2 separate regions of the Hordeum vulgare genome follow, and region 1 is linked to region 2. Evidence: chromatin contacts called from public Hi-C data. All regions are on one chromosome and are shown on one strand. Each heading gives the region's core, a stretch centred on a gene start, on an enhancer-like site or on the middle of the called end of the contact. The rest is flanking DNA. Distances are from core to core; before and after follow the strand shown. Region 1 holds the start of LOC123407264 (translocon-associated protein subunit alpha). Region 2 holds the start of LOC123411527 (pentatricopeptide repeat-containing protein At1g73710).

Region 1 (4,957 bases), core at 2,120-4,619, 160 kb after region 2:
CGGAGGTCAGACTCCAAGATGAAATGCAGAGGGCAGTGATCAAATGTGCTAGTACTGATAGTGGAAGTGCATTATGTCGACTAGAGGGGGGTGAATAGGCGATTTTTATGAATTCATCACTAAGGAATTTCCGTGCGAGGAAATTGCTAAGTAACGAACGTCTTGGAGTGAAATAAGTACTCGGGTGTAAGTGTAACAGGGCACAAGCATGTTCATTATGATGGAATGAAACAAACACTTAGTGTGAGTAGCGTGACCCGGATAAACAGGTGAAGAACAAATGGTGTGAAGAATCTGAGATGAGGAAATTCAGAAAGTCTTCAGTCAAATTCTTCAAAAAGTAACGATTAATTGCATCAACACGTAAATGAGGAAATAGAACCAAGTACTCGGTGAAGAAAGTGATGTGATGACCTAGTCCCAACTGTTGTGACAGTCGTACGTCTGGTTTGGAGCGGCTTGGTATTTAAACCAAAGGACACATAGTCCTTACCGTATTCTCCTTGAGCTAAGGTCACACAAACCTCACCCAACACTCATGGTAAGTCTTCACGGCAGACTTCCAAACCCTCACAAACTCGATCACCCATCATTCCATAATTTACTGATGGATGATCTAGACCATTGACGTCTAACCGCGTGAAAGATGCACAATCTTCAAAGGTAACAAGCGTTGGTTCCACACAAGAATAATCTCATCAGTGATGCTCAATCACTTTGGATTTTGAATTTTGGTTTGGGTGTTTGGGTTTTTCCTCACTAATGATTTACTCTCAAAGTCCTCAGATGATGGAATGCTCTAAAATGACAAGTGTCAAGTTCTTTCTCGGAGCAGCCAACCAGCTAGTGGTTATGGGGGGTGGGGGGGAGGGGGCTATTTATAGCCAAGGAGCAATCCTGACATGATTTGACATAAATGCCCCAATGATACGATCGTTATGTGGATAAGGTTTGGGAACAGCTGGTGCGTGGCGCAGCAACGGTCGGAACTTTCAAACTAAGAAAGTCCTCATGTCTCTCATGTTCCTCATTTGTAGGCAGTTCGCACTCGCGAAATCCTAACTTGTCAGTGAGAGCAATTTCCTCAAAGAAGGAATTGACTGAACTGTAAAAGATTTCCAAAGGCTTCACTTGAAGGATTGGGTATGTGTAGGCTTTGAGATGAACATCACTTGGAAACTTTTCCTTAGTATTATCTCGACCCCCTTTAATAGTACGGTGTTCCTTTGACTCAAAGGAAGGAAATGGAACTACGAAAACAAGTATTCATGCTTCAACGACCTCGCTTCAATATCTTCAAGGATACACCAATTTTCTCACTTTCAAAATCTTCATTCTCACAAAGCTATAAAAGAGTACTACTTTTGTCATATATGACCCACCTTTCATTCTCACAAAGCACCTAGGAGCACGTGCTAGAGCTAGCTCTTCACGAAGAGCCCGCTTCCCTTGTCTCTCCTCTTCCCTCTCATCCAACTCAGCAAAAATATAGTATTTTAATCCTTATAGCCTGCTGACTGTACCTTATTGTACTTGCTCTAAGGGACACTAGGGGTGTGTTTGGTTGGAGAACCAACTGTCATGGAATGGAATGGTTCCACTCCAGAGGAACGGGTCAGTTCCGTTCCTGTGTTTGGTACGAGCAAAAAAGTGGAACGGGATGGTTCCGTTCGAGTGTTTGGTTGGGAGGCATGGAATGAAAAATGGAAGGGAGAGGGCCGGCAGCGACACAGCAGAGAGGAAGGGAGAGGGCCGGCGGCGCGGCGCGGCAGCAGAGAGGGCCGGCGGCGCAGCGCGGCAGCAGAGAGGGAGGGGGCCGAGCGCCGCGGGGGCCGAGGGCGCGGCGGCCCCAGCGATGGCGCGCGCGGCGGCGAGTCCGGGTCGCGCACCCGACGCAGCGCGGCGGCGACGAGGGCGCGGCGGCCCCGGCGATGGGGCGGCGGCTCCGGCACGCGCAACGCGGGTGGGCGACGGCCCCGGCGAGGGCGCGGGTGGGCGGCGGCCCCGGCAGGCGCAGCGCGGGTGGGCGGCGACGAGCGGCGACGCGCAGCGCGAGCAGACGAGCCGTTCCGTGTGATTCCATCAATTTCGTGGTACTAGCACGTTCCAGATCTGAGTGGAATATTCCCTAAAGTGGAATGAGTGGGTTCTGTTCCAGTTGGTAAACCAAACGCAGGAACGAGGACTAGGAACGGGTCCGACCCATGACATTCCAGCCGATGACAGCAACCAAACACACCCTAGATGCACTTAGAGAGAGCCGTGAAGAAAGACTGCGGGTGCAGCGGTTCCCAATCCATCTGAACCAGAACCCGATCAGGATTTTCGAGTCTGGCCTCCTGCCGCTCGTTGGACCACGTGTATCTCCGCCTATTGAGATAGAGATCTTTTAAGTCGAAGTCGAAGATGCACCGTTGAAACCGGTCCATCATTCGACGATTTTATTCTATCGTTGCTTTTATCAATTGGGTCTGCAATTAGATTGAAGTCCCCCGCGAGCGCCCAAGGACATGCAATAGGTGACAACTTTAGTTGTTAAAACATGTCGATTTTTCCCAGATCGTTTTGAACTAAAGTTGTCATTTTAAAACGTTTGGGTTGTCATTTTAAAATTTTGAACGTTATGGATTTATCATTTCCGTTCTTTTATTATAGATAACCATAGGCCCATTCATCGTTCCGGCCTGAGCCATATAATCCAGCTGCTGTTTTACCGTTGGTGCTGTTGAAAATAACCAAAATGCTTTGCATATAGATAGATTGGTGCATATTCGCTTCAACTCTATGGAGCTCTCCTTTTGCGTAGGAGTGCGCCTTAATATTGGAGTTAAGCAGGTTTGAATCCAGCATTCCTTCGTGCTTTAAGACTGGTGTGGCCGTCGAGGTGTCATGCACACATGACATCCATATGTGACAAAACATTTTTGCTCTTCTCGTGCTTTCTGTTACAAAATTTTAGTTCAATGCTAATAGTGTAGGAATTGTTTGCTATACAACATTAACTGTAACAATTGATTTTGTGTACACATTTGTTTCATCTACTAGCATTTATTAGATTCGTTCTCGAATATATTTACACGTCGTACACAATTTATTATTATATTCATGTATTTTTATAAATGTAGCCAAACATTAGTTACTAGTCTTCCAGTCTTTGCATAGGAAAAATGTACACGAAAGACTTAGCGGGCCCCATCTGTCAGAGGATCTACATCCCGTGTCACGTCCCCCCAGAGGCCAAGAGACACCGAATTCAGCGTGCCAAGCCAAAACAAACAGCAGCAACAAACCCGAGGAAAAAAGAAATGGAAAATCCAGCACGGCAAGTTATGACGATGCCGGCCTCCATGTCACCACAGGCCGTGGACCTCGTGGCACGGGCAGCAACTCCCTCTGCTCCTCCTACTAGTAGCCGCACCACGTCCACCCCCCCGGAAAAACCCACGCGCCCAAGACCACCAGCACCTCCTCCATCCTGATCCGATCTGACTGAGCCGGCCATGGCGGTTAGGGTTTGGCTCTCCGCCATCCTCCTCGTCTTCCTCCTCGCTGCCTCCCCCTTCGCCCAAGGTAACCACGCGTCCCGTTCGTCCACCTATCGGTCTCCGCCGCCCAGATCCGCTCCCCCCTCTCGCTCTCTCGGGAATTCCACGGCGGGGCGGCGCTAGATCCGCCGGCTGCGCGCCGATTTGGAGCGCCGATGGAGCTGATCAGACCATGTAGGGCGGGGTGGGGGTCGGGCATGCGCCGGAGCTGGCTGGGATTTGGAGCGGGCGGGTTAGATCGGTCCGCTCGCCGGGGTGTAGCGCGCGGCTTAGGTGCGGTGCGGCGGAGTGCGCATCTTTGATGCGGCCGGCTGAGGCTCGAGACCGGTTGGTTTGTTGGTGCGGTGTTTGGGGCGAAATGTAAACGAGGACGCTATTTTGAGCGCGCACGTATGCCATGCTCTATCTGTGGTTGCATGCTGCGGCAGTGAATCTTCGTGGGAATTTAGTAGCAGCTTCTGAAATTTTCCGAGTTCTCTATGCTTTATGGTTGGCAATTCAGCGGTAGTTGGTGCAATTGTTTCTCGGTTTTAATTTTTACACCATATAGTTAAATGATGTAACTAGGCTGGCGGTTTTTGACGGACAAATTAATTGGTCGCAGCAAGCAGTTTGAAATCTGCAATTTATTTTACTCTTTTGGATTTTGGAATAGGAGATCGAACTTAAGTAGCATGAGTGCTCTTTCACGCGGTGTTCTGTTTTTAGCAAGCAAGACTTCCAATTGATGCTCCAAGTCATTTTATTTCCATGTGTCATCTAAGACTGATTGATATATTTCTTCTATTCCCACAGTTGCTAGAGCTCAGTCTGAGGAAGATGCTGCCATGCAAGAAGTTGTTGATGGGGCTGATCTAGGATATGTGGGTGATGATACTCCGGTTTCCAGTGAAGAGCCTTTAAGCCCCGCACCTGGTGTGGAGACTGTTTGTGTCTTCCCCAAAAATGCTGGGAAAAGTAAGTTATAGTATGCAATCTTTGCTAAGCCTCTTCTTCCATGATCAGTCATAAGAAATTGTAGCACCATCTCTAAGCTACTGGAATTATGTACCTTGATATTAAATCCGATATGACCATGCATGTTTGCCACTCATTGTACTTTCAGAAGACCATAAACTTGTTACTTTTATTAAGCTGAAAAAATTCCATGAATATATGTAGAGTTTGGTATGTATTTACTATTTGCATACTAAAATATGAATGCTTCTAGAGCAACCATTTATGTTGAAAATTTCTGTCGCATCTTTCTTGAGTTCAGTAATCAATAACATGTCCATTTTATTATTTGATTGCAGTTGTACCAGCGGGTGAAGAAACTGAGCTTTTGGTTGGCCTGCAAAATGAGGGTAACTAATGCTGTTTCTTCCAACTTACGATTCTTTTATCTAGCACCTACATTTATTACTAGGCTT
Region 2 (5,169 bases), core at 1,109-3,608:
AACAAGATCTGCAAGGGATTAGTGGGTGAAATCAAATTTCTATTGGTGGAAGTGTATACTGGGGGCCTCTCAATCAATCCCTAGAAGATCAACACGTTTTGTTAGCTAGGGAGAGAGATCCAGCGAAAATGGAGCTTGGAGCAACAATGGAGCTTAGGGTTGGAAGAGGTGGTCTTCATGGGAAGAAGACCCCCTTTATATAGTGGGGGAAAGAATCCAGCCATTACCCCCTCTCAGCCCGCACACAAGGGGTACTACCACTTGGGTGGCTGAGACGACATCACAGGATAAAGGCACGAGGCCTCGAGGCGGTAGTGCCGCCGGAGCGGTAGTACCGCACGCCCCAGTAGTGCAGCAGCCCTACAGACGCAAGGCAATGGTAGGAGCAGAGGTAGTTCCTCCTAAGCGGTACTAACGCTTGGAAGAGAGGTACTACCGTTTGTAGGCGGTAGTACCTCGCCCTACTGTCGCCCAGATTTCGCTGAGAGTTCGTGAACCAGAAATAGGAGAGGTAGTGGCACGATAGTAACGAGCGGTACTACTGCTTGGGACCGGTACTACTGTGCCAAAAATAGCTCAGTCCGACATGAAAAGTCGAGACTCCAAAGCCAGCGGTACAGAGTGCGGCACTGGGTAAAGTTACTACCGCCCGGGGGCAGTGGTAGCGCCAACCTAGAGCGGTACTACTGGTTACAAGTTAAGCGGTACTACCGCTGGCGACCGCGGCACCACCGCTTGGCTCTTTCAGGACCAGAACTTGCAAAGCTAGAACAACTCCATTGATGCAGGAAAGGACTAGGGGTTCAAATGAAAGTGTACGTGTTGATTTGACCCAAACCTTTCTGATGTGGACCCCCTCTTAATAGTACGGTTCTCCTATGACTCAATTCCATTGAAAACGAAACGCAGAAAAATAATCGTCTTCACTATTATCCACCCAGGAGTTATAATCGTCTTGTGCCATATGTAGAATTCTGTGAAAGGCTTAATGCACATGATTAGTCCGCAAATGCATTATCATCAATCACCAAAACAACTAGGGTAGAAATATTCCCTAACAACCCTGTTCTTCCCTTACCTCGATCCCCTTCTATCAGTTCTTGTACGCGATGCATGTAATAGACAAGTGATACTCGAATTCGTGTGTTAAGGCAATACATCGAGAGATACACCACCGGGTGGTTAACATTGCCCACACTTAAAAATGAATAATCCGAGACAGTTCCAATTCGATGCAAGTGATTTCAATACTCACATACCTCACTTTATTGATCTCACTTCCCCTAATACCACCACCTATCTTTCTTCTGACGAGAATACACAATCACCATCCGTCACCCATTCCACTACTGCAAGCACTACCCTCCATCGCCATCGGTACAAGAAGGGATTGTTGCAAAACCTCGAAGTTGAGACTACTTCAATGAAGAAATAGTTATAGAGGGTGGTGTGAACATGCTTAAAGCTAGGTGCAAAAGATGTAGATGCTTGTATTCCATTCGGGGGCAAGGAGGGACCAACCACTTGAATAGATGGTTCCCTTCACCCCCTCCTCCTTGGAGTATGAGTCACTACATCTTTTGCACATAGCTTTAAGGACATCGAGACCATCCGCCACAACTATTTCTTCATCGAAGTAATCCCAACACTCTGAGGTTTTGCGATGAACCTTTTTTATACTGACGGTAGTGGAGGAAGTGCTGGGAGTAATGGAATGGGTCGGATTGTGATTGTGGATTCTCGTCAGAAGAATGATAGGTGGTGGTATTGTGGGTAGTAGGATCAGTCTACTCTCGCATGTGAACATTGAAATCACTTGAACTCAAGTTGAACTGGTTGAGATCATCAATGTTTAATTGTGAGAAATGAGAGAGGGCCTGAGTGTGAGAAATGCAACGTCTCTCTCGCTCGCTCTTTTTTAGGCAATCTCTCTCTCTCTCGCTCGTGACACACAACACGAGACATACGCTCCTCTCCACTAACGTTTCAGACGGACCGAGCGTGTCGTGCCGGGCTGTCCAGGCACATGCCATTAGAGCATGGTTAATAGTATAGCCAGCTGCTGGCTATATTATGTTGACATATCATCTATAATCATGTTTATAGTCAGCAAATACAATAGTTAGTTATAAAGATGTGTTATTTTATTAATACATGGTCCACCTTCCACTCTTACATAATGCCTAGGAGTACGTGTTGCAGTTGGCTATTATTCTATATCCGGCTCACCTTCTCACTCCTCTTCTCTCACCTTCATATCATCACAAAAATAATATTTTAATTCTTATAGTATGTCTACCTAAGCTTATACGTGCCGTGCTGGGCCGTCAGGGACCGGGCACGCCAGGGCCGGCCCATTTGGACAGTTTTGTCCGATACTCTCTCGGTCTCTCCACCCCTTGTCTTCCTCTTCCCCTAAACCGTCATGGCTCCCGCCGCTCCCTGCCCTCCGGCCGCCGGCACCACCGTCACCAAAGCCAGCAACAGCAAGCCACCGGCCGCCGGATCACACGCCAACCTCCTCCCCGCTTCGCCCTCCTCCGCGTCCCGTCTTCACCTCGCCCGCCTGCGTCCGCCACCTCCCCTTACGTGCAACAACCACGCCCCCGTCCCCGCTACCACCTCCACCGTCTCCAGGAACCCCTTCACCGCCACCCTCAACCCATCAGATGAATCCCTCGCCGCCATGTCTCCGCGCGAGCAGACCGCCCTTCTTTCGCGGCAGCGCCACTGGCGCCGCGCCCACGACCTGTTCGACCGCGTGCGCGCGCTCCCAGGCTACGCGCCCAACCCTGTCCACTACAGCGTGCTCCTCCGCCACCTTGCCCGCGCGCGCCGGTGGTCCGAGCTCCGCCGCGTCTGGCTCATGATGTCCCGGGACGACGCCATCCGGCCCTCCAATCCGGCCTACGCCGCGCTGGCCGATGCCCTCGCCAAGGCCGGTTCGGCGCAGGAATCCCTCCTGCTTCTCCTGCACATGCGCGCACTGGGTATTGCCCCCGACGAGATATCCATGAACACCTTCGCCCGTATCCTCAAGAACAGTGGCCGCTACTCGGACGGGCTCATCCTTTTCAATAACTGGTGCGTTGGCAGGTTCGATGTTGAATTTCTTCATCTTGAATACAGAGCGGTTGATTTGCACGGACCAATGCAATTCTTGATAGACGGCGTGTTTCATGATAAACTTGATTCTGCGGGTGCATTGGGCATTCAGGAAGTTCCTAGGAAGCCAAAGCTCGTGGAAACCTATAACACAATGATCGATCTTTATGGAAAGGCCGGGAGGCACAAGGATGCGATGGACATGTTTGCGGACATGCTGGCCTATCAGGTTATGCCAGACACATGTACGTTCAACACAATGATCTACACATTTGGGTCACATGGAAGCGTCAAGGAGGCAGAGGCGCTGCTAGCTAACATGGTCGTCAGGGGGGTCACTCCAGATATTAGGACGTATAATGTGATGATGGCTCTGTTTGCGTCAATGGGGGATGTCGAGGGAGTTTTGAAGTATTACCATCAAATTGGGAGGATCGGGTTATGTGCTGATGATGTGAGCTATAGGATTGCGTTGCAGGTGCTATGTGAGAGGAAGATGGTGTGTGAAGCAGAAGATGTGATCGATGGAATTATCGAGTCTGGCTCTAGCATTCATGAACAGTCCATGCCAGTTGTCATGAAGATGTATATTGATCAAGGATTGCTTGATAAGGCAAATGCTTTCTTTGAAAGGCATTGCAGAGGCAAGGAGGTTTCATCCAAGAATTTTGCTGCCATAATGGATGCTTTTGCAGATAGGTGTCTTTGGGAAGAAGCCGAGCATATTTTCCACTGCGACAGAGGTACTGGGGGCAAAAGGGAGATAGTGGAATATAATGTGATGGTCAAGGCTTATGGTTTGGCAAGAAAATATGGTAGAGTCCTTTCTCTACTTGAGAACATGAAGGGTTCTGGTATCTTACCAGATGAGTGTACTTACAATTCCTTAATTCAGATGTTTTCTGTTGGTGGATTTCCACGGAGAGCTAAGAATCTTTTGCGTAAAATGAAAGACACGGGATTTAAACCTGCGTGTGAGACATACTCTGCTGTTATGAGGGCCTACTCCCGCAATTCCTTGCCATCTGAAGCTATAGATCTGTACAGTGAAATGAAGGCCTCGGGTGTTGAACCAAATGTGGTTGTTTATGGTTTGCTGATTAATATGTTTGCGGAGACGGGACAAGTGGAGAAGGCACTCCATTATAGCAACTTGATGGAAGAATCTGGAATCACTCCAAACCATATTGTCTTAACTTCGGTTATCAAGGCCTACAGCAAGATCAATTGCTGGAAGGAAGCGCAGGATTTGTATGCATGGATGAGGAACATGGATGGTGGCCCTGATATCATTGCCTCGAATACCATGCTAAATCTGTACGCAAAACTTGGGATGGTCATTGAGGCTAAGGCAATCTTTGACAATTTGAGGAGAAATAATCAGGGGGATGATGTTTCATACATTATCATGATGTTCCTCTACAAGAACATGGGCTTGCTTAACGAGTCCATTAAGATTGCTCATGAATTACATAATTCAGGCTTACTATCTGACTGTGCTGCATATAATGCTGTTATGGCATGTTATGTGGCCAAGGGCAACTTGAGAGAATGTGCAGAGCTGGTGCAAAAAATGGTGGCAGATAACATCTTTCCAGATGCGTCAACCTTTCAGATGATATTTTCTGCAGTGAATAAAATTAATATTTCATCAGAGGAAGTTTTGCAGTTAGAATCAGCATATAGTGATGGCAGGAGTTCTGCCAAGCATGCTATACTTGCATTCTTGTTTTCCATGGCAGGCATGCATGCTTCTGCATTAAATATCTGCGAGCAACTTTCAAAGTCTGAGTTGACAATGGATCCATGTGCATACAATGTTGCCTTCAAGGTGTATGCTTCCTGTGGAGAGGTGGATAAAGCTTTCAATTTGTTCATGCAGATGCATGCTTTAGGGCTAAAACCGGACACTATTGCTTGCATCAATTTGTCAACTTGTTGTGGGATATCTGGAATGTCAGAAGGCATGAGAAGGGTAAGTGGTCTTCTCGCATACAGAAACAGCGAGTTTAGTAAGTCTTTCCATAAAGCACTGATTTCCTATAGAGAAACTGGAAGCAATAA

The links. A called contact is a pair of places that touch in the nucleus more often than the background predicts.
Region 1: a contact with region 2 is called in a Hi-C map of seedling, with 3 times the contacts expected there. The contact joins the promoter of LOC123407264 here to the promoter of LOC123411527 in region 2. A contact is called at or near these places in 2 of 6 Hi-C or Micro-C datasets (leaf and seedling) and 1 of 1 datasets of contacts at active chromatin or transcription factors (embryo).

What each region holds. Positions count from the first base shown.
Region 1 is chr7H:538,692,945-538,697,901 of MorexV3_pseudomolecules_assembly, forward strand. LOC123407264 (translocon-associated protein subunit alpha) reads left to right here and starts at 3,370. Exons shown (of 8, transcript XM_045100365.1): 1 at 3,370-3,570; 2 at 4,341-4,502; 3 at 4,841-4,891. The coding sequence starts at 3,501.
Region 2 is chr7H:538,530,855-538,536,023 of MorexV3_pseudomolecules_assembly, forward strand. LOC123411527 (pentatricopeptide repeat-containing protein At1g73710) reads left to right here and starts at 2,359. Exons shown (of 1, transcript XM_045104493.1): 1 at 2,359-5,169. The coding sequence starts at 2,426.